4 separate regions of the Gossypium hirsutum genome follow, and regions 1, 2 and 4 are each linked to region 3. A link is a contact called in public Hi-C data. All regions are on one chromosome and are shown on one strand. Each heading gives the region's core, a stretch centred on a gene start, on an enhancer-like site or on the middle of the called end of the contact. The rest is flanking DNA. Distances are from core to core; before and after follow the strand shown. Region 1 holds the start of LOC107948238 (ribosome-binding factor PSRP1, chloroplastic). Region 2 holds the start of LOC107947722. Region 3 holds the start of LOC107955218. Region 4 holds the start of LOC121204974 (reticulon-like protein B3).

What was found. Hi-C and Micro-C count contacts between places; a contact is called where the count stands out from the background.
Region 1: a Hi-C map of leaf shows a contact between it and region 3, with 2.2 times the contacts expected there. The contact joins the promoter of LOC107948238 here to the promoter of LOC107955218 in region 3. A contact is called at or near these places in 2 of 34 Hi-C or Micro-C datasets (callus and leaf).
Region 2: a Hi-C map of leaf shows a contact between it and region 3, with 2.2 times the contacts expected there. The contact joins the promoter of LOC107947722 here to the promoter of LOC107955218 in region 3. A contact is called at or near these places in 4 of 34 Hi-C or Micro-C datasets (all in leaf).
Region 4: a contact with region 3 is called in a Hi-C map of leaf, with 4 times the contacts expected there. The contact joins the promoter of LOC121204974 here to the promoter of LOC107955218 in region 3. A contact is called at or near these places in 5 of 34 Hi-C or Micro-C datasets (callus and leaf).

What each region holds. Positions count from the first base shown.
Region 1 is chrA08:88,937,955-88,943,999 of Gossypium_hirsutum_v2.1, reverse strand. It overlaps LOC107948238 (ribosome-binding factor PSRP1, chloroplastic), which reads right to left and starts at 3,535. Exons shown (of 6, transcript XM_016882718.2): 1 at 3,117-3,535; 2 at 2,673-2,772; 3 at 2,630-2,670; 4 at 2,254-2,541; 5 at 1,618-1,726; 6 at 1,165-1,530. The coding sequence starts at 3,416. The coding sequence ends at 1,400.
Region 2 is chrA08:89,065,878-89,071,977 of Gossypium_hirsutum_v2.1, reverse strand. It overlaps LOC107947722, which reads right to left and starts at 2,917. Exons shown (of 15, transcript XM_041074532.1): 1 at 2,546-2,917; 2 at 2,183-2,267; 3 at 1,920-2,022; 4 at 1,743-1,827; 5 at 807-893. The coding sequence starts at 2,662.
Region 3 is chrA08:89,818,489-89,824,310 of Gossypium_hirsutum_v2.1, reverse strand. LOC107955218 reads left to right here and starts at 1,993. Exons shown (of 15, transcript XM_041075906.1): 1 at 1,993-2,451; 2 at 3,097-3,147; 3 at 3,224-3,460; 4 at 3,865-3,963; 5 at 4,075-4,130; 6 at 4,399-4,510; 7 at 4,767-4,946; 8 at 5,046-5,312; 9 at 5,669-5,822. The coding sequence starts at 2,329.
Region 4 is chrA08:90,565,932-90,571,821 of Gossypium_hirsutum_v2.1, reverse strand. LOC121204974 (reticulon-like protein B3) reads left to right here and starts at 3,232. Exons shown (of 5, transcript XM_041075900.1): 1 at 3,232-5,430. The coding sequence starts at 5,238.

The DNA of each region.
Region 1 (6,045 bases), core at 2,286-4,785, 880 kb after region 3:
ATAAATAATAACAATCTTACAAAGTGAAAAAGTGAAAATAAGAATAATAAAAGATATTACAATAAGCACCAAAGAAAGTACGTATGAGAGAATATGAGAAAAAGAATATTTTTGAAGTGAGTTCTCTTGATTCCAATGTTTGGATATGTCTCCCTTAAGCCCTCAAGTGTTTTTGACTTGTATTAATACATTTTAATCACTTGGAAGACATTTGGAGCCATTGAAAGCATTGATTTTATTGGAAGACATTTTGAGCCATTGAAAGCATTGATTTTGTGCATTAAATTTAGTCTGCGGGGTCAAGTTTCTATTGACTAAAAAATAGCTATTAGAAGAATTGAGGTATTGAGACTCAATACTAGAGAAGTATCAATAGCATGTTGTTCTCAAAAAGCCTATGGCATTGTCTTTAAAAGTCTCGATACTTCAAAAAGTCTTTAGACTTATATCTGTATAATTAACATCAATATACATGACTTTGATCAATGTATGCTAAACAAAATCCAATAGTTTGCCCCTCCAAATAGTCCTTTAACTTATAGTCGAATCTAATGGACAAGCAGACACCTAGTCTCCTAAAATGAAAATATTGCGATTCAATCCTTAAAAATGATAAAATTATAAATTAATATATAATAAAATTACACTTTTAACCCTTTAAAAATAAAAAAAAATCTATTTTGTTCTTTTAAAAATGATGAAATCATAAATTATCATATGATAAAATTATATTTTAACCTCTCAAAAATTTATAATTCAATTTTCCCCGCTTAAAATTTTTTTAAGGTTCACTCTTGCGTAAGTCTCCCATCCATAATCTTCCCATTCCTCAAAAAGCCGACAATTCTTACCAGAACAGTTGCCTCACTCCATGTACAAGGCCAATGCTGAGTTCGCATCTTGCATAAATATGGCAGTGCGACCCCAATCATCGATCTTCTTCATTTTAAGAAGAAGTCCATCTCCTTTGTAATTAGATGAAACTCGACCATAAGCTTGAAAACTACTTCACTTTATGCTTCACCTGTACTGAAAGGCAACCTGAAAACGTTACAGCGTAACAAAATCAAAGGTACCCTCACAATCTGCACAAGTCGAGCAAATGCACAGGCAGAAGGCATAACGATATCCAATTTATCAAACTGAGAAAAAAATTCGAGCAAATTAAGATGTAAGAGATGTTATATAGATTGCATGGTGATTGTACAAATATCATTATTCATGTATCCCCCATACTTCAGGCAATGATATTTTTAAACCCCACATGATCATCTTCGCTTAATCTTAAACCTTGTACTATGTCTCTCTACATGCCTAGACCTTCATCTATAGTGTTGCCATGAAAATCTACAGATGAACGGAACAGCTTGCAACTTTCTATCTCACAATCTCAGACAACCTATTCCACATAAGAGTGTTCTTTTGCAGATTCGACCACCAGCGGCTCTAATTTCTCAGCTTTACCATTTCCTTTAGGTATAATGAGTCCGTACCCTCCAGCTTTCCTTTTGTATATAATATTAATCTCACCTGTGCCGAGCACATAATATAATACTTTTCATTAGCTCATAACAGTTAAGGCTAAAGAAATGAACGAGGGCTTGGAAAACTTCATACCAGTTTCTTCATTACGGAAACCATAGAAGTCATGATCAACATTTTCCAGCTGTTCAACTGCTTCAGAGACAGTCAGTGGTGGCATCTCAAAGTATTTTGTCCGAACAATCTGAAACATTTGTAATGCAGGTGCGTTAATGGAGAGGAAAAGGAAAAAGAAAACAAGTGCCAGCATCAATTTTGAAGGGGCTGTATCAATTTGTTTGATCATCTTTCTCGACGCAAATTAAAGCAAGAAAATATGGACAAAAACTCATTCAGAATTTCTACTAATAACCATCATACAAGTTACAACGACACCTTTTGCAAAACTAACAAAAGATATCAAAATAAACAATAACACCCGCAAATTATTTCCTGTTGTTTTCTTTTTCCTCTATCCCAGATTGAATAAAAGTTGCATACCCAATTAGGAAACGAAAACCATAAATGCCAGTCGATGAACTCAAAAGAAGAAAAGTTTTAAAAGCCCCTTAATATAATGTCATGCAGCCGAGCATCTAAGTAGAATAAAGTTTTAAAAGCCCCTTAATATAATGACTTGCAGCCAAGCATCTAAGTAGAATATATGAAAAATATCTGCAAGAAAACTAATTCCATAAACAGATCAATAGGTTAAAAGTTGATGAAATAAACCTCATCTATAAAGCTATCATCCTCCTGTTCGGGAACCGCTGCTACATCATCATCTGCTACTACCTGCTCGGGAACGGCCTCTGCATCATCATCTACTACTACCGCCACCGGTTCTCTAACTTTTGATCTACTGAAGCCTTTCATGTGGCGGCCACGATCTGATTCTTTCTCCTTAATCTTCCTTAACTTTCTTTGTAGAATTGAGGACACCAAATCTATACTCCCATATACTGTCTCAGCATCTTCTTCTGCTCGAACTACTCCATGCTTCTTTGTAAACAAAGTCACCTTCAAACAAAAACCCATCAGAGCAAAAAGTAAGCTAAGTGTCTAAAATTCAAAATGCAAACATCAAATATCAGGATTGGGAAAGTACCTCACATCTTCGAATCCTGGGACCTTTCCCAAGTTCTCCCCACGAACAGACAACCTAACATCAACTTCTCTCACCAGATGGCTATGTTTCTGAACTGCCTTACCAACCTTCTCCTCAACATGCTGCTTAACTGTATCTGTTAACTGTATCCGATGAAAACAAGTTTATTACAGCAGAAAAAACCTTCTCTAAACTTTCCCATCATTGAAGTACAATTTCTACATGGGCCTTATAATAAAAATCAATTAAATCAAAACCCAAAGCAAATATAGATGCCAAACTAAGTGCTTCATTAATCATTATGATGTAGATGGTCTTTCACATGCTTCAAGTAAAAAAACTTGGGCTTCCAATAGGAAAAAGACGCATCATCAGTAAAACAATGAAGGGCTACAACTTAAACTAGGAAGAGAGAAATCTCATTGTTGAGTAAAAAAGCTTCTTTTTTAAAAAAAATAAAGTAAATGATTAGTAAGAGTAAATTTACTTCGAGACTTTTCCCTTGTATGATTAATTTGACGGAAGCGAGTGGACCGTCCCATGACATTCGAACTGTTAGTGAAGAGTTCCTGATTTTTCTTGGTTCCATCTCAACGCACTTGAAATAGTTCCCAATTGGGTTGAAGAAGCTGGATTTGTAAGAAGGTAATGAAGGGATTCGAGGTTTTGTGAGAGTGAACATAGAGACCGATGAAGAAGAGGATGAAGGACTTGAAAATGATGAGTCAGAGACAGAGAGTGGGTGGTGGAAGCTTGTTTGAGAGGAAGCTAACAGAGTCGTCGCCATTTCGACAAGGAGAGCAGGGTTTTGGATGGATTGAATGAAAATGGAAGAAAATACAAGAATCTGGCATTAGGCAAATACAAGGGGGGAGGGGGGAATTATGCCGTCTGGCTTATGGATAAGGACACGTGAGATGGCATGGACTAGATATTTATAAGGTGTAATCAACAAAATTCACAAAAATAATATCACATATATATTTTTTAAATTTTCATCTTTTTTAATATTTAAAAAGTATTACATAAGTTGCAGGATTCGTGTCTGTAAATATACATTTGAAAGTTGATTTGTTTTTATAAATAAATAGCTCAAATTTTCAGATTGATTCATGTCATCCTTTTGCACTTGTAAATTTTATTTAATTCTTAGTAATTTTGTTTTTTTTAATTTAAACCATAAAGAATTTCTCACATTTTTATAATATATAATCCATATTAATTTTTCAAAATATATTAAATATGAACTGGAAGAACATTTCCAATAATTATTTGCCTTGACATAAATACATAAATTAAGGATAAAGGTGGGATGGATAATGTAAATGGGACCATTAATTGAGTTAGACGGGTGTTTCCTTGTCTTTTTAGATACATCTCTCATCTTTTTCCTTGTCCGGCAACAAGCTTGTTAAATTTGTGTGAAAGCAATATAATATTGTATGATTAAGATAATTTACAATTTTATATCCATTATACACACAAATAAAATTTAAGGTAAACTATTAAAATATTACTTTTGTTTATTTTAGATTATATTTTAGTTATGTATGTTTGAAATATTATGTTCTAGTCACTTTCGTTAACGTGTTGTCACATTTTAATCATTGGGTCGTTAATTGCCATTAACGACGTAACATTAAGTTGACGTGGCATGTTAAATTATTATTTTAAAAAAAAATTTAGATTAAATTATACAATTGATCCCCATATTTTCTCGTTTCAAACAATTTAATTTTTTTCTTTTATATTTTTTAATTTTTTTATTTATTTTCCATTTCCTTCTACTTCTTCCGCTATTTTTCTCCCTTCTACATCTCTTTTAACGTAGCTTTTCTATGTTTCCCATTTATAAAAATGAACGGGGTATACTAATAAAAATGGTGTATATCATGTTAAATAATGTGTGGACATTGCATGAAAGTGTAAAAAGCACAAGAAATTGTCATAAAAGGGGTAGTCCATAATGCAACATACAAATAGAGTAGTTATGACTTGTGTTCGTCTTATGCGGGTTCCTAATAGGGAATAATGTCTGCCAATGAACGGGGTATACTAATAAAAATGGTGTATATCATGTTAAATAATGTGTGGACATTGCATGAAAGTGTAAAAAGCACAAGAAATTGTCATAAAAGGGGTAGTCCATAATGCAACATACAAATAGAGTAGTTATGACTTGTGTTCGTCTTATGCGGGTTCCTAATAGGGAATAATGTCTGCCAATGGGCGAGGTCTGCTTGCGGAAGTATCCGTCAGCATACTTTAGAAATAGGAAATTGAGTTTGCCAAATGTGGCATGTCATTTAATTAGTCTATGTCATAGCCTCACGTGTCAGTTGAATTTTATTGTAAGGATATGCTATCGTGGAATTCATTAAGTTCTTATTAACTTGTTTAGTTTTCTTCTTCTTATTTTCATGCTTTTAGATTGGATGAGTTGTTGAAAGGATTCAGCCAGATCTAAGGCCTATTTTGTGAGCCATCTATTGTTTTGTTTGTAACATGAAATCGCTGGGGAATAGGATAATTGTTAGTGTCCGGCAGTTTAAATCTAAAGAGTTGTATTTGACATGTTGATTTTTATTTCTAGATTCTTATGAGCAGTCTTGTTAGGTTTCACGCCAAACCATTTTGAATGATGTTGATTAGCCAGCAGTGAATTTTAAACTTTGCATAAGTGCTATCTCATTTTGCGTTTTATACCAACCTGCCAACATTTATAAGGTGTCCGCCAAATGGTGTTTAACCATAGTCTGGTTATAAGCAGAGTATTATTGTTTTTAAAGTGTTTTAAAAAATTATCATATATTATTCGATATTTTGGGGTTATCGCCCATTGCATGAATTTTTTGCCGAGCTAAAGTATTCAATTGTCAAATAATTTTGTTAGACCAGTCGGTTTTTAGTTGTGACGCTCCATACCCGAATCCGACGATCAAGTCAGGTATAGAGTGTTACAAAGTAAAACTTGATATTCATTAAAAGTTTAAGATTTACTTTTAAATATGTAGTTTGTCGTGTAGAGCGGAAAGGAAAAAAAGGATTTTAAATATTTAAAGACATAATCTAGGAATTTAGATTTTTCTTTCCTTCTAAAACAATTTTTTTTTCAAAGATAAAAATTAAAAAAAATATATTTTTTTGTTGATTTGACCATGATATTATAAATGTCATCTTCCTCATATTCACATTTAAAAATTTAAGATATTTTGACATAAAACACAATTAAGGATACTACTTTAAATCAATTTTAAAAATGAAAGATTGAGAGTGTTTATTTTTCATATTGTTAAGATGAAATGAAAACATTAATTCATTTTTCTTGAGGACAATAATTTATTTCAAATGACATTCACGAAATTGATCTTGAAGGAGTATTCAGATATATTCTTGTTTATTCCTAACAATTTTTT
Region 2 (6,100 bases), core at 1,668-4,167, 750 kb after region 3:
TTTAATTAAGTTCAATGGGATAAAATAAAATTTATAGTAATTCTAGATTAGGGTTTTGGCTAAGGCATGTTTGTATAACCATGCATAATCATTTACAGAAATTCTAGAAAAAAATGCTCTCTCATGAAATATATAGTCTAGCTGCAACCCTTGGGTTATTTAGTGGTGCGCCTCTGTCGCTCTTTCTTTCTCCTAGGAACTTAGAGAATTGCTAGAGGAAAAAAGGTTTTTCCATTGATGCATATGGATGGCCTAGACTGAAAAGAAAAGAGTTACGAGACTACATGATAGTACTTAAGGTTTCCTTAGCCTATGCTAAAGATCATACAAGCTCAAAGAGAATCTGTTCTCAAAAGAGAGATTTGAACTAGAGAGAGTTAAGGAAGCAAATAAACTTTTTATTATGGCCTTCCCTACCTTGAAGGTCTTGACAAGTGGCTGGGCGAACTATCATTGGAGGCAAACATTTGAGTGGCTCAACCTCAACAATGCTTTTCGTGTTTGTCAACACAAGAGGTTGTCAAGAGCCTAGATTATGATATCTAAAAGTTAAGCATGAATCCTAACCATATGTTCAATATACCATTACATAACCACTATAAAGGGTTACAAGTATGATCCTAGGGGGATCAACTATCTCTTTGAAATGCATGTTTAATTTCTGCTGCGTTTATTAGATTTTACATGTCTTATTTGGCATGAGGATGAATCCATCGTAAAAATAATATAAAAGACTTCAAATGAGTAAACCTAACGACATAGAAAGCTAATGCAAACTTGGTTCATTAATAGATGAAAGGACTTACATTAGAAATTTCTGAGGGAGGAATATCAGGATCCTCGAAACTAATACTTGCAAGATAATCATAAAGCCTATCAGTTAAATCCAAAACCTACAGAAGATTTTAACAAGAGCGGGTCATTAACAATAATTGCATTTAAGCAACAAGACAAAAAGTTATGGTCTAACATGTTCCTCCGTTTTCATCAATTATACAGAGTTAATCTCCACCATATAATATATACTTTGGTTCTACAAGACTATATTTCATCAATCATTCTAATTTTGTTATGGTACTCACCAATTTTCAAATGAACTACTCAAGCATTTGAGTACCCATGTTTTCAAGGGTGTAAGGCAGTGTAGCCATTATATCGCCTCAAGCACAAAGCATTGAAAAGGCGCTTGCCTGAGTGAAGTAAAGTGCAATATGTATATTTATGTTTTCGTGTGTGTAAGCATGTGTGAATATATATAAAGCTTAAGATGTACAGTAAATCTATGGTGTGGTCTAGTTACCTACAAATCCTGCAATTTTTGTATTGATTTAATATGCATGATTTCCTTATGGTCAAGGTTTGTTGTTGAATGCTCAAACATTGATAAGTATAAAGTTTGATATTATCCGTTTCTTACTAATGAAGGTATATCCAATGAAAAAAGTGAAAAAAATATATATATATTAAAGAGAACTTCAATCAGGCGGAACCCTTTTATGCCTATTGCCTTTCAAAAAGTGCACTTAAGGCACCAAGTGTGTGCCTCAAATGAGGCTCACCCAAATGGGTCTGAGGTGCTTTTTGTTGTATAATGCTAAGGCGCAAGGCATAGGGGAGCCTAGGTGCATGCCTTGACAGTGCTGCTGAGTCCCTACTTCACTTCAGTGACCTCAAATATTTCATTGTAACTACAACTTGCTGTAATGAGACCAAAAAGTTTATCCTGCCCCCTAAGTACGTACCTCTACCCATTCAGCACAAAAATCACAAAAGGGAGGACGATAGAGCTTTACACGCCCTTCTGTGGTGCAAACAGCCAGAAAGCACCTGTTGCATTTTATTGAAGCAAATTTGCATAAGTACAGATATGAAGTGCAGAAATTGAGGGAATAATGTAATGACATCTTTCAGACTCTTACCCAGAGTTGGGAGCCATTCCAAGATTAGACCATGAAACTGATCGAACAGAAGGACGAGGATCCCGATTTAAAGTGGTGGGTAACAAACAGCCAGATGCTAGATCTGAGGAGACAAATTATACCTAAATGGTCAAATGCAACCCAATTTTGTCGAAAACAATGATTAAACTTCTTCAACCCGTTGAGGTTTATCAAACTAATAAATTTGAGGCAACTGAAGCACATTGTGGTCAGAACTCTAGAAACATGCAATAGAGACGCACCTTCTCTTTTTACCGCCCCAATGGGATAAGGTTCACTCCTGTTTATACTGATCAGGCCTCGAGGTCCAAAGGGCAATGCCGGATTCTGATAAGATAATTAATTGACATTTTTTTGAGAAAAAAAAAAAGCGCCTACGATCAGTTTCAATGCTTAGCAACAAAACAGTGTTCCTGCAGCACACATCAAACAGTATACACAAGACATTTTTCTTTTTACTTTTTGTTTCGTTTCCTCCTTTAAATATAGTATTCTCGTCAACAAAACACAGCATAAAAGAAAAGGATGGCACCCAGCCACCCACTAGGCTTTTAGAAAAGACGAGGTTTTGAAAGCAAAAGTCATTGTAGCTAGCAAAAACTTACCAGAATGGTGACCAAGTGACCGGATGCCACGGCAATTAGGTTCTCGTCGGACCAGGCGATGGAGTTAGGATACGATGGTGAGTCCACCAATGTTACCGCCTGGAAACGAGAAGCCATTGGTATGGTCTGTTAAGAGAACAAAGGGCACTATTGTGGAAAAGGGGAACAAGCTTTTTGTTTACTCTTTTTCGTTGAGAAAAGAGGAGAAATTAGATAGTTAAAAGACGAAAATAGTAGCTTGTTTTATTGAATGTGGAAAACGGGAATGGAAAATTTGGAGGGAAATTAGAGCAGAGCTTGAAAGTTATGCGGTTTTATAAACAAGTTGCAGAGCGTAAGTGACAAAGCGAAAACCCTAGTTCGAGTCGTACTGTCGTTGGAAGAGGTTTATAAGTTGGGAGATTTTTTAGTTCGGTAATAAAGGAAAGGTGTAAGATCCGGAGTCTGTAATTGGGCCGGGTTGGATTGGTCAGGTTCGCTGCTCTTCTTCAACTTAAAAGCAAGTTAAATGGACTTTTCGCTAACTCCCACTGGCCTGGCTATAGATTCTTGGACCCAATTTCGGATTTGATAAGGATCCGGGTCGGGTCCGCTCCGCTCTCTATTATTATCGTGAGCTAAATTAGCTTTCCAGGAGCTAATTGAATAAACATGTTTATTTTTTATAATTAAAAATAAATATTATATACTTTCAAAAAGATAAAATATATAATATACAGCCTTTAATATAAATAATATGTTATCTATAATCTATTATATATTATATATAAATATAAAAGGACGAGTTTTAAAAAAAAATTTGAAATCACTATAATATCTTTTATTATTGATTGTATTACTAAATTAAAATTAGAATAATAATTTATTAGCATATTACTAATTATTATGTGATAATATTGAAAGTAATATTAGTTAACTTTTTAATTCATGGAATATAATTAGATAAATTAAAAACAATAAAATCATTTAGATAAATGATATATACATATTATATATATGGGTAATTATTTGATACACACGTGGTGAAAAGTTTTTATTTTACAAGCAAGTTGAGATTTTATCACGTGCCGTATTTTTATTATTTTTTAAATGGGTAATTATTCTGTCCACTACCGGTGAAGTTAAGAAAAAAAAACTCCACAAACGGGTCTAAGATAATGTCAAGTGTCTTTTTTAATTATTTAATTATTATTTTATTATACCCTAAAAACAAATGGCATCAATCAAGACCCATTTGTGGAGTTTTTTTTATTACTCCACAGGCGATGTATAGGATAATTATCCTCTTTAAATACAACTTGTGGAGTTAAAATTTTAGAATTTGAATCTATATTAAATTATACTTATTACTTAATTAGGTTATTGTTATATATAAATTAAAACTAAGACTTAATACTATAAATGGATGCATTAACAAAAAAAATTCATTCAAGTAGCATTTAGAGACAAAAAAATGGTATTATTTGATAGTTTTTATTTGTAATAGTGGAATACATAGCCTAATAAAAGGTAAAAGGTATCTTCTCATCGATATTACATGATAGATGAAAAGTAACGTGATCATTGTTCATTTGTCTTAAAGATAAGTGATTTAATTACTATTTATTAATAATCAATTTTTTCATGAAGGAAGATGTAATGGTTATCATGAGATAAAATAAAATCATATTAGGTGAATGAATTTAACCCAAAGAGATAAATATATCTTATGAGGGTGATACACTTAAGGTCATTGAACAAACAAAAGTTGTTTTCGTAATGATATATAATAAGAGAGAGTTCAATCATGGTACTTTATTGGAATAACTCTAAGATTAAGAATGTTGTAATTAATAGACGAATAGTTAGAATTTAATTACAAATTATTTGTGTCCTAATTATATATGTTCAATCAACCCCTTTGCTATCTTGTCATAACCCAAAAGGGATTGCATGTAGAATCAATACTATGAAATCAATAAAAACAATGATTAAGAGAAATAAATCACATGCATCACTATCAACATTAACAGTGAATGCATTTTCTCACAAAGTACAAAAAAATACTTGGAAATTAAATTAATTTCTTTGTATTATTATTTAGATGATTGGAATTAAATAATTGAAATTCGAAATGGAAATTAAATTAATTAGTTACTGCAGTTTTATTGAATAGTACAGTTGGACATATTTTCTCATAGATCCTAATATGGCAAAGTTATCATGACTTTAATGAAGTTAAAATTTGGTTGAGAAAAATGGTTAATTAATTAATATTTGCGAAATAGAAAAAATGGTTATTGGTTTGGTTAAACTATATGAGTTGGTTAAAAGTTTAGATAACACATATAATTGAATCCGATACACAAGATGGGCTCGAGAGCCCATCCCATGGTATGAGGTGTGGCAAACCCTAGTCCCTATTAGGGTGTGTCCCCGCCCCTCTTATTCCCTATAAAGAAATATTTTATTTTTTCTATTAAAATATTATATTTAATTACCCTTTGTTCATGTAAAACTTTTTTAACTTTTTCCTATAAAAAATGAACTACAAGATAAGAAAAATATGAATAATGGTATTTTATTTAGAGAATAAATTCTATTTTCTTGAGAGTTCAAATTTTGGTTTCCCTTAGAGAATTAATTTTCCCACTGAAAATTAATTAAAGTTTTCATTTTGTGCAACCGGTTCATGAAATTAAAACCCATACTATAAGTAAGTCAGAGTTTAAGGGTAACGAAGAAGATCGTTTGTAGAAAGCTAGGAATGACTTAGATCATCTCACTCAAAGCACAGGTACTAATTTGGTCTAAGGTTTATTACTATAAATACCACATGGCTCAGTTTTAGAAAAAAATTAAACTTTCGTTGTGTAACAAAGACTATTTTCTAAATTAATTTTTCCAATAATATCAACAAAACAACCACAATAAGTTTTAAAGAAGACCTAAAGAATATCCAAGAGGCATTCAAAACAAATCTAAAACATCCCAAAATACTTATCAACCAAGCATCAACAAAATACACTAAAAACATCCAAGAAGTTTAGCTAAAAAATCAACCCATGACCAATTCAATCAAGAACAATAGCATCAATCATCCAAACGAGGTGGTGGGGAAGGAGGGTAACATGGCAAAGAAGCCTCATTTGCTCCTCCAACCCCTTAAATTGAGAGCCTACTTGCTTAAAAAAGTAATCAAAACACTAGGTAAGAGAGTGAACACAATTCTATACTCCATTAATAGTAGTGAGAAGCACCAATATGTAAGGAAAGAGTAAAGGAGCTAATGTAGAGGCAACTGTGACATCCTTGTGCTCCTCTGAAGCTTGTAGCTCGCCACCTTTTTGTTTGGGTTCTCTTTGTTGATTCATATCAAGTCTTTTGACTTGATATTTGACCCATTTCCTATTAAATTTTTTTGTATATAACCACAATTATGAACCATCTTAAGACTAATAAAAGTACTAACAGCGTTACACCCAGTTTTCCTTAAGTTCGAAATTTAAAAATAATTGAGGGTTAAATTGAGAAAAATCGTAAGTTGGCAGTTCTATAGAAAAATCAAGAAAATTT
Region 3 (5,822 bases), core at 744-3,243:
TTCACAAAATTATTCCAAAAAAATGTAGACCATAAAAATATAAGAAAGATAAATTTTTCTGTGTCGAATTTGTAGTCCTGAAACCACTGTTCTAGCTAGACCCAAAATCAGGATGTTACAGTCTTAACGAGACTTCTGATGTGGCAAGTTAACTAGCTGATGTGGCTAGTTAACTTACCACGTTAGATGTCCACAATGGAAACCCATTAAATTTAAGAATAAATTGAAAAAAAAAACCTAAAAACCCCCTTAATAATAGAGAAGAAGAAGAAGAAGAAGAAGAAGAAGAAGAAGAAGAAGAAGAAGAAGAAGAAGAAGAAGAAGAATATTCCGCGAGTAAACAATATTCCTTTGCGGAAGCCATTCAAATAGTGATTCAGCATCCGCCATCGACTCACACTTGGAAAACATTGTCAAAAGTCCATTACTCACAATTGTTTCTGATAAATATTACATCTTCACAACTTGAGCATGGAGCTGTTTTCCTTCTTCGGTAGTTGAAAGGATTCCACAAATTGCTAGCGTAAATGAGTATGTATAAGAGTTAAGCTTGTTACCCCAGCTTTCATAATTCATGAACAACCTAAAAGCTTCTTCAAATAATCCACAATTAGCATAACTAGAAATCAAACAATTACATAAAGCAACATCTAGATGAGGCATCTGATTAAATACCATAACTGCACTATCTATGTCTCCACATTTAGCTTACATATCAATAAGGTTGGTATTTACAAAACTCATCCCCATCAAGTCCAGTCTTTATAATCAAACCATGGTAAGTCCTTCCAAATTCTAAAAATCCTTCACCACCACAAAACTTTAGAATGCTAATCAAATGACTAATGTCCAAACCATTTCTAGCATAATCACCATTTTCCCCAATTCCAGTTTCGCGAAGATATGTTGACACCGATACTAGTTCTTTTAAGCATTCGAGCAAATACCTTGCATTCATTCTTTAATGAAACTTGTTCTTTTAATACGCATTTTGTTGGAAAGTTACATCTTTCAAGCAAGGTTTCATCTTCAACAGAACCAACAAAGGAAAAAGAATACTTTTTTTTTACAGTCACTTCTTCTTCTCTGTTATTCAGGGGTTTTTTAGGGTTTTTTTTTTCAATTTCTTCTTAAATTGGGTGGGTTTCCACTGTGGACATCCAACGTGGCAAATTAACTGGCCACATCAGCTAGTTAGCTTGCCACATCAGCTGTCACGTTAAGACACTAATGGAAATTGTTAATCAGTGACTATTTTGTCACTTTTTTATAACGTTAGTGACTGTTTTGTTATTTTTCAAAAGTTGAGTGATTGAAATGAAACCTAGGTAACTGTTTTGTTAGCTACCTCAAAGTTGAGTGACTGTTAATGTAATTTACCCTTTATTTTTTTCAAATTACCATTATAGCTTACTTTCTCATATAGTTTCAAATTTGCATATTATTTAAAAATTAAGAGAATTATCATTACCAATGATAGATAACAATAAGTAAAAATGAGTTATTTAAAAACTAATTAAAAATTAAACCCATAAAATTACATGCAATGTATGTAACATTAGAATTTAATTTAAGAAAAACCTTAATACAATGTCATTTTGTTTCTAAAAAATGGTATTTCTTTTTTTAACAACTCTATACACCTTTTGTTACTATTCTATAAAATATTATTTTTCATATTAAAAATTAATTTAAAAAGTTGTAATACAATATTTCTTTATAAAATTATAAATAATTTTCATTATTTTATGAAATAATATTTTAATTAATACACGCAAATAAACTCTTGCAATGTAAATTAGATACTCTTATAAAATGCGGTATAAAAACCATATTAGCAAAATTCATAGTGCATGAAGCAGTGTGACAAAAATATTGACTACTACTAGTACTGGTAGACCAGAAAAGTGCAGGACACGCGCGACCAGAAAGCGTGATGGGATCCTATTGTGGACGAAGTTGCACTATAAATGGCGGGAGCCTTACCCGGTCGAAAGTTCACACACCCAATCATCTCTCTCGCTCTCCGTTGCGTTAAAATCTCACTATTATTTATCGAACTAAACTAAAAATTTTCTCCAAAAACCCTCCAAATTCCAATCTTTAAATTAAAACCTAACTTCCCCCATTGTTCTCCATCTCTTTCTCTTTTATCATTTGCGATCTTTTCTTTTAATTTTATTCAGTTCTAGGGTTTGGTTTATTTATTTAATTGAAAATTGAAAAACCCTAGATTTTTTTTTTCTTTTCCATTTTTCTTTTTGGGTCTGCTTTTTGCAGATAGAGAGAAAGTGAGATAGTTGGTGTAGTGTCGGGCATTCTGATTCAATGGAGGCAGCGGCCGCTGTTGCCGCCGCACGGGGCGGTGCGCTCCCAATGTCGTCATCGTCGCGTAAGGAGTGGCGTGCCGTTTCCGACCATCACCTGGTTCGTAGCCATGGGGATGAAGTGGTAAATTTCATTTTTGATGAATATCTTCGCTTTTTGGCATTATTTGAGTTCTGAGAGAATGTTGGATTCAGAGCGAAAATTCCTTTTGTTTGGCTCCTATGAGCAAGTAAAAAACAGTTACCGGGTTTGATTTGGTTTTAACTTCTAGTGTTTGGGATTCTTCACATGTGTTAACCAAAAAAATTAGGGTTTATCTTTTTCTGTTCTCATTCTTTTCTTGCTCTCTTGGTTGTATACACTTCGAGTTTTCATTATTAAGTAACGCTATTATTTTTCACTTAGTGAGTTTATTAGTAATAGAATTTGGCTCGGACTTTTTGATGGAGTCATTTATGAACCAACTTCTGCTCAAAATTGTAGCATTTTGGCGCATTAATTAAAAAAAGGGGGTTACGTTGATGAAAAGATTGTCCCATTGTTGGTTGAAATAATTAGGGGTGTTAATTGGGTTTAATTCAAATGGTCTAAGTGTTTATATGATCCCAAGAGTTAAGTGTTTTGTGTTTAGTGCTGTAAGGAAATGTCCAGCTCTGAAGGGCAGAATTGAGCATCAAGTTATATTGGTTAAGTGGCGAAAGATAATTATTGCTATATTCGATAGACCATTGATGTTCATTGTATGTTTTCTTCTATTGTGACATGCAGGAAATGGACAGATCAAAGTTGGGACAGTCAGATGAGAGAACCATATATGAGGTAAGGTATTTTAATCTTAAAATTAAATTCTATTATGAGAATGGTGAGTAGTGAACATTGTTGAATGTCTATCAAGGTGCAGCACGGAAGAGAGCCTGCTGATGTTGACTTCTGCTCAATCACGGCTGATGAAAGTTTAGATGATGATGTATTACAACAGAGGATCCACAATATTACTAGACAAAGAGAGGAGCTATTGCAGATGGAGGTTGAACTCCGAGCACAGGCAATTGCAAGATCAAGGGTCCTGGAAATTCAGAGCAGCTGTGATGCAAAAATAACAGCCCATGTCAATGCTGTTGCCAAGCTTGAGGTTTGAATTTAGAATGTGATTCATAGTATGATTGTTCTGCAATTCAACTTTCAGAGAAAAAGAAGTTTTTGTTGCTTCTATGAATTAAAATTTGATCTTTATTTATGAACAAGATATGAAACAGAATTTCAGATTATAAACTTTAAGAAATAATGTCATCATGTTTCGACTGTGGAAGTCAGTAAAGACATATTCCTTTTTTCTTCCGGAGTTGTATCCTGGGCATATTGTTATTTATTTTGAAATTACATATTGAATGTCTTATGATTGACAGTTTGAGTGGTCTATAAAAAACCAATCAGATCCATTGGCGCTTGAAATTATTCCAAGCATGCTACAAGTAGGTTCTACAATATTGCTGTCCTGTGACCTTCAATCTATATTTTGGCTTTATGCTTGATTAGGAGCAACTCGATGAAAGAGAACAGACCATACATGAATTCGAAAGGAAAATGGAAGAGAAAGACAGAGAGTTGCATTCCATCAAAGTTGATAAAGAAGAGGTCCATCAATATGTTTATCCTGCTTTTGGATAAGCTTTATTTTTCTTTTAAACTAAAGTATGATGTTTAGAAAGTCATGTATAAATTAGCCCTACTTGGTTATCTTGGCAGGTCTGGGCAAAGGAAGATCTTCTCAGAGAGCAAAACAAGGAACTGGCTACTTTCAGGTCCATGTTTTATGGTTAAGGCCTTTTTATTTGCTGTAAACATAAACCTCTAAGGATTACCATTGATATTAATGCTTTGTTTATTTTTCCCTGAAATTTTCTAAACCTATCCAAGGGTTGAGTTAATATATTAGCTTAGCATCTGAATGGCATTCTCAAATAGTTTTCAGCTTCTTCTGTTGGTTACTGCTTTTAATACATTAGCCTTGCAGCTGTGTTTAAACCTTCTGAAACTTTTATGGGTTTCCTATTCTTTGTCTTTTGGCAGAAGAGAACGTGATCATTCAGAGGCTGAGAGAGCTCAACACATAAAACAGATACATGATCTTCAAGAGCATGTTCAAGAGAAAGAGAGGCAGCTTATTGACTTGCAGGAACAGGTCACTACTTTTACTTGATTTTAACCTTTTTCTATTTTTATTTCCTGAGATTAAGGTTGAATATTCTGTTAAACTATCCGTGGTGTGCTTCTGCAGGCTTTTGAAAATGGCATTTCTTACTTTCAGATGAACTAAATTTATGATAACAGAATTGTTTGTGTTGGAAATTTAAGCCAAGTAACAGTTTCAATTTACTATAATGCCGATTGATAGAAGACAGCAAGCTACATGTTCTAATAGTGGTCTTATTCTTCAGTATAGGGCTGCTCAAGAAGCCATTCTTTATAAGGATGAACAGTTGAGAGATGCCCAAACTTGGATTTCTCGTGTCCAGGAGATGGATGCTTTGCAGTCAAGTACAAACCACTCCTTACAGGCTGAGTTGAGAGAACGTACAGAGCAATATAACCAGCTCTGGCATGGATGTCAGAGACAGGTAGACAAATCTTTAGTTTCTTGTTTACACTTCTCACTTAATAGATTGGATGTCAGTTTTAGCAATTACGTTGATCTTATTCCTGGTTGTTAATGTTAGTTTGCAGAGATGGAGAGACTTCATTTGCATACAATACATCAACTTCAACTTGAGCTGGCTGATGTGAGAGAGAGGAATGGTTCTTATACTGATGAATCACATACGTCCCGAACAAAATCAAAAGATGTATCTCAATTTGGTCAAACTAATGGGAAACAGGTGGATTCTAATGGAAGTGGTGCAACAAATGCTAATACTGGGATTATTTCAAATGGGGCTTCAGACAATGTCCAAACTTTTGTTTCACCTGGAAATGCACCAAATCCGGTAAAATTGCTGGCTTTTCTGATGTTTTGCTTAGATTGTGTCATAAATATTATATTTATAGCCATCTATGTTATAGGTGCATGCCTTTTTTCATATTGTAATTTATTTCATTGCCAAAATATGATACAAGTCTCTTGGTTTTTGTTGACCACTCCAACCCTCCCTCCCTCTTTCAACATTTTATCTAATGTCTGGTTTCTGATGGTGCTTGTAAACTTATATTAGAAGTAGTTTAGTTGTAGAACTTGGGCTTTTATTAATAATGGTCAAATTCTGATCCTTTCTATCTTGTTTATAACTTGTTTTATTACTTCAGCTTTGTTCCCTTTAATTGACTTGTTTACTCTTAGAATCAGAATGACCATGTTCCAAGTGTTCCAATTGCTCCACTTGGGTTGCCTACATACCTCCCACCTGGGCAGGTGTCTGCTCTGCATTCATTTATCATGCATCAACAGGGAGCTCCCCATTCTGTGACATCTCATGTTGGACACTACTCAATGCCAGATA
Region 4 (5,890 bases), core at 1,983-4,482, 750 kb before region 3:
AAAACAAATCTTTCAACCATTACATTTGCACACTAAATATACCTAAATTATGCCTATAACTTTGACTTAACCATATAATCAAATTACATTCATAAAATCATATAAAATTTTACTAACTAGCTTTATTCATTTTTCTTCCCAAGTTTAATACCAAACTTACCAAATTTGTCAAACCATTTCATTTAACTTAGTACCAAAACACCAAATATCATTTATTACAACAAAAATAATAAAATATTTTAAAGTGACCATTACAACACCTATGTACATGCCACTTTCATTTAAGGAAGAAAACATCACCAAAATTTTTGTGCTAGAGTTAGGATCGTTCGGATGCTGGACCGGGATTCTGGAATCCTATTGACCTGCGCACGAAAACAACCGTACACTGAGTACTTCATACTCAGTGGTATTACTATAATTCAAATAATAATAATAATGGAATATAATTATCAAGCATATAACTACCCAATTTTTCAAATATCAATTCATTCTTAAACTTTCATTAATTAACAATAACAATATAATTTTTTTAGCTATTCTTCAATTTCATTCACATATCATATGTCTCAATTTCAATCACTACATGAACATTTAGTTCATGCCTTTCATTTCCAATCTCAATTTCAATCCACAATTCAACTTTCTCACATTTTCAATAGTATAATCAATCAAATTTATTTAATTTTTCCCATTTTGGTTATTCACCTTATTAACAAACCTGGACTTTGACGGATACATGGATTCCAACCCAAACACACCAGTACGGCATATTGTGCCTAAGACGGTACATAGTACCTGATTAGTATACGACACATAAGTGCCTGAAATGACACACGAGGTGCCTGATATACGACACATAAAGTGCCTGATCGGCAAAGCCGATAAATCCCGTACTCTTCCAAATCCTATGGCATGCTAACTATATCCGACTTAGCCCAACTAGTTCATAGGGTATTCCAATTCTCAATTAAGTTTTCACTTTCATACCAAATTTAAGATCACTATTTAGTTTCAATTTCACATTCAAATCAATATACAATTCAATTATACATACAAATTCACCATCCAATCCAATTCCCATTGAACTCAAATATTAATACTTACCTTATACTCATTTATTAAATATAAAATTTATATAAAACATTTAATAAAAAGTAATTTGAATTATAGTAATACAAACCTGGATTTGTTTGATTACTCCTCGATAACTTTTCCCTTTTCTTTCGATGCCGATGCTTCGGGTTCTTTGCTAGCAATTAAAGCTTTAAGCTCCCAAACCCTAGTTTCTCCTTTTATTTTCTTTCTTTCTTTTCTTTCCTCTGTTTCGAAATGCTTCTGTTGTTCTTTCTTTCTTTTGTTTTCTTTATTTATTTCATTTATTTTATTCTTTTACTTTATTAACTTAATAATAATAATTATTATAATAAATATTTTATTTAATAACAAATATATATATTAAAATTGGATGCACATATATTTTACACTTGCCTATTATCATCACCATCCAATTGTCCTTATTCTATTTATTTTATATAATTTAATATTTTAATATAATAAAATTCTTTTTACTTAAATAAAAAATAATTAAATAAATATATTACAAATGTCTAAATATATGCATTATTCTTATATAATTTAATCACCATACATTTGTCTTTATTTTAATTTATTTTTAATAATAATAATAATAATCATAATTTAGTAATATAAATTGTAATTTGATAGAATAATAATAATGATAAATAATAAATATCTATTTACTTAAATAAAAAGTAATTAAATAAATATCTTACAAATGTATGCATACTATTATTACATTTGTATATTTTTATCATCATACACTTGGCTTTAATTTAATTTAATTCATAATATGATATTTATAATTAATTAATTTAATAATATATTTTATAATTAAATTATATATATTTACATGATTAAAATCTAAAAATATCTTAGATTTTTAACATGCTTGCCGCCTCAACTTATGCTAAATGGCTTATTTGTCATTTTAGCCCTTTTTACTTTCTATTAATCTATAATTCAACTTTTACCCTTTATTCAATTTAGTCCTTTTTCCTAATTTCTCTTAATTAGGCTAAATTCACTTAATTAAAGCATATTTAAACACACAACTGGCCTAAAAAATATTCCTAATAAATATTTGCGAACCCATTTTGCTAAGACGGAGGCCTGATAATGTACTTTTTCGATGCTCGTGAATTTTGGGTCATTACATGACAAACTGTTTTGGATCACATGACCATGTGCTAGGCTATGTGAATACTACAACTTAAAACAATAAATACACACGGCTGTGTGACGGCCTATGTCTCTGGCAGTGTGCACCATTTTTTACTCTTAAAACAAGCAATTTCATGCACCATTCCTTGCACAACAAGACATGCCATATCTAGATCATTTCCTAGGTTCAAAAACACATTCAAATCATCAATTACATGCCAAAATTTCATTCATCCTATATTTAACCAATATATCCTTCAAAGGCACCATGATCAAAGGTTATTCCTTCAAACAACCAAGCTAAGAAGAACACATAACATTAACCACCTATTCATGATCAAACCATCAACCAAAATGGCCAAAGCATAGACATACTAAAAAATTACCATTCCAAAGTGTTAACATCTATCTCTTCACTATTAAGAATCAACCCAACCAAAAACATTTCAACTTCATAAGCCCAATCCAAAGATACAAAAAAGATGAAAAAAGATGAAAACTAGATATGCATAAACAAGTTAACTAGTCTATAAAAGAGAAACATCAATGCCTCTGAAATTATGAGGGTAATCAGTATTGGGAATTTACATATTTTTGTTTCCATTTCCTCTCCTTTTGAAGATGAAGGATGGCCCATCACTTATCCATTTTCTTGAGGTAAACAACAATTGTTCCTTTTCAAGTTTAAGGCTTAATCATATCCCATTTCTAGCTCCTTTACTTTTTTTTTTCTTCTTTTTTATTGCTTCTCCTTTTCAGGTTTATTGGGCTTTTTAAACCAGTTTCTCCCAAAGCCCAATCCAAATGTTAGTACATTGCCCCAGGCCCTAGCAATCTGGGTTGTTTTTAAGTTCTAAAATTCTCCTTATTTCTTTTAAGTATAAAAATATTCTTGGCCCTGCTTGCTGCTTTATTTGCCAATAACTGGGCCACAGTGGCATTTCTCACAACTACTAGACGCGCGCTGCAGAACTTAATTTTTAATTTTTCCAAGTGTAAGCAGATAAGGCATATTCGTTGAAGTTTGGAATGTTCTCTTTTTACAACCAAAGCAATATGCCATTGGCTTCTATGATAGCAGTGTGCCCTTATTTCGATTGTAGACTGCAGACCATAGCATTTGAAGCTCAAGTCCGTATTTTGTTGATTGAAAGCGTGCAAGCTGATATCATGAAGCCACTTAGAGGAGGCTATATATTTTCTTTCTGGATTGCTTTTTTTTTTAATCTTTACAGCACCAAATGAGGTACGTATTCCTACCCCTACTCTACTTTTGTCCAGCAATTGGTGTTTTTTTTTTCTTTATTCGTATTGTAGGGTCATCCAATACTTTATACTTCTTTTTCTCTGTATTATAAAACCTAAAGATGGAAGAAAAGGAAGTCTATGGGTGAAGAAAAGGGTAGCCTTTATATGTTTAACTGCCTACCGCAACACAACTTGTGAAGAGATGTTGATAATTTGAACTTGTGAAGAAAAGGGAATATGTCTTGGTTTGGTTGGGGTTTTGCCATTTTGGAAGCTGAGGGTGAGGGATAGCATTAGCAAAGCCCTTCATATTCCTAACAAGCCTTGAAAGGTTGCCCTCTATGACTAGAGGATGGTCATTATGGTTAATTCATGACAAAACAGTTCCCTCGATGAGCTGATTTATGACTATGCTAGTCAATGAGACATACATGTTTACTGGTTAGCTCCTGGATCTGTGGGGTTCAAATCTTAGATTTGTTGAATGCCGGTTCTTAACCGTGATTGAATGAATTGGTCACATAGGAACGGAACTGGATGTAGGGTCATCAACATCTGTCAACATAAGTAATAATCTTCCCATCCTGAAGACATTTCAATCTTCAAAAGGGTTATATGACAGAATTTGCTGTTTGTTTTTGAATTTGTGATGCTTTTTATGGCTACATCTTTCACGGATTTGTTGGGATATTCTTATTTGTTCCTCTTGTGGCCCTACGAGGAAACTCCCTTTGTGGCTGTCAGATAATTGTCTTAACCACTAACAAGAAGTCCCAAAAATTTACAATGCATGCTTCCACAGCCTAAATTCCTCTAGTTGCAAATCGAGCTTCAAATTTCACCCACATTTTGTCAGATGTATGCATTATCAGATTACAAGTGTGAGTAGTAATAAATGATAAGGAATAAGACACATGTCCTGCACCTTCTTTTAAAACATGTAAATATATATTCAATATCATGTTAATTAAACTTTTCTTATTTTTATACTCGAGAAGGCGGTATTAGTTGTATTTGTATATTGATGAACCTTTTCCTAGAAACATCTTTCTAGATTATGTCTATTTATTTTATTTTTCTTTGTTAAATCTAGAAGAGACACATCACACATTGAAAAGGGACTCATAATTTTCAAGTTAGACTTCCTTTAGTATTGACCACAAATCAATCATTTAATTATAAGCGGGTCCCTTCAATGAGGTCTACAAAAAAATTCAAATATTTTATTTTTGTCTACAAATTCATCATGTCTTTTAATATTTTTATTAATATCATTCTTCTAATTTCCCAATTAAAATAATAAAACTAATTTAATATAATAATTAAGGACTTACGCCATTACCTCCAACATCAAGAAATATAAACAAATCTGACGGTTTATAAAATTCCACGTTTTAGTCATGAATGTCCCCATCAAGATCTAACGCCCGTTAACCTCGAATCTGTAAAACCTACTGTATGATCATTTTACATACGCCTGCTCCACATCGGGTTCCGGTTTTACTCCAAACTTACAGCTTCGGAAATCCAAACCTATGAACAGTCCAGATCAAAACCGCAACATTAAGCGGTCTAGATTAAATCTAATTTGTAGACCATCTATTTAGCCTCAAAAGGAATTGGAGTTTAAAAAAGTAGAACAGAATAGCACAAGTAGAAGTAGAACACTGTAATTTCCGTTTCTCGAGTTTCCTTTTCGATCTTCAAACTCTTAGTTAGGCTTATAGAAATACTGTGGGAAAATAATGTCTGATCACGAAGACAAGCACGAGGAATCGTTGTTGGAGAAGATATCAGAGAAGAACAAAGGCCATGATTTATCTTCCTCCTCCTCGGATTCCGATGACGACAAGCCATCAGAATCCTCCATGAAGGCCAAAGTCTTTCGTCTGTTTGGAAGAGAAAGGCCCGTTCACGACGTTTTCGGTGGAGGCAAACGTATGTTACAAAACCCTTTTCTTCATTTCTTAAATTTGTTCACTTCGTTTTTTAGCTTCTTATAAGCCTGGGTTTTTTTTTTGAAGTTTCGGTTTTCGTTTTGCATCCGTGAATCCGTTTTCAAAAAAAAAAAATTGTTGGTGATCGTAAAGAGTTATTTTCTTGCTCATTTAGATGGAGGTTTTGATTAACTGATGTTGTTCGAGTTGAATTAAGGTTTTTGATCTGTTGGTATCTGATTGACTATAGAAGAAAGTAAATTTTTGGATCTTTAATCGATTTGATGTGAATTGTTGTACTGAAGTTTACTTTTTTTGCTTTATGAGAAGGAACAATGTCTGAGATTATCTTATTTCATCAATAATTTTGTAGTTAGTTGATTATCAATAATATTCCCTGATAACAATTTGATAACTTTTAATTGATTGTCATCAGTAACTACTACCTTCTGGCTGGCAAT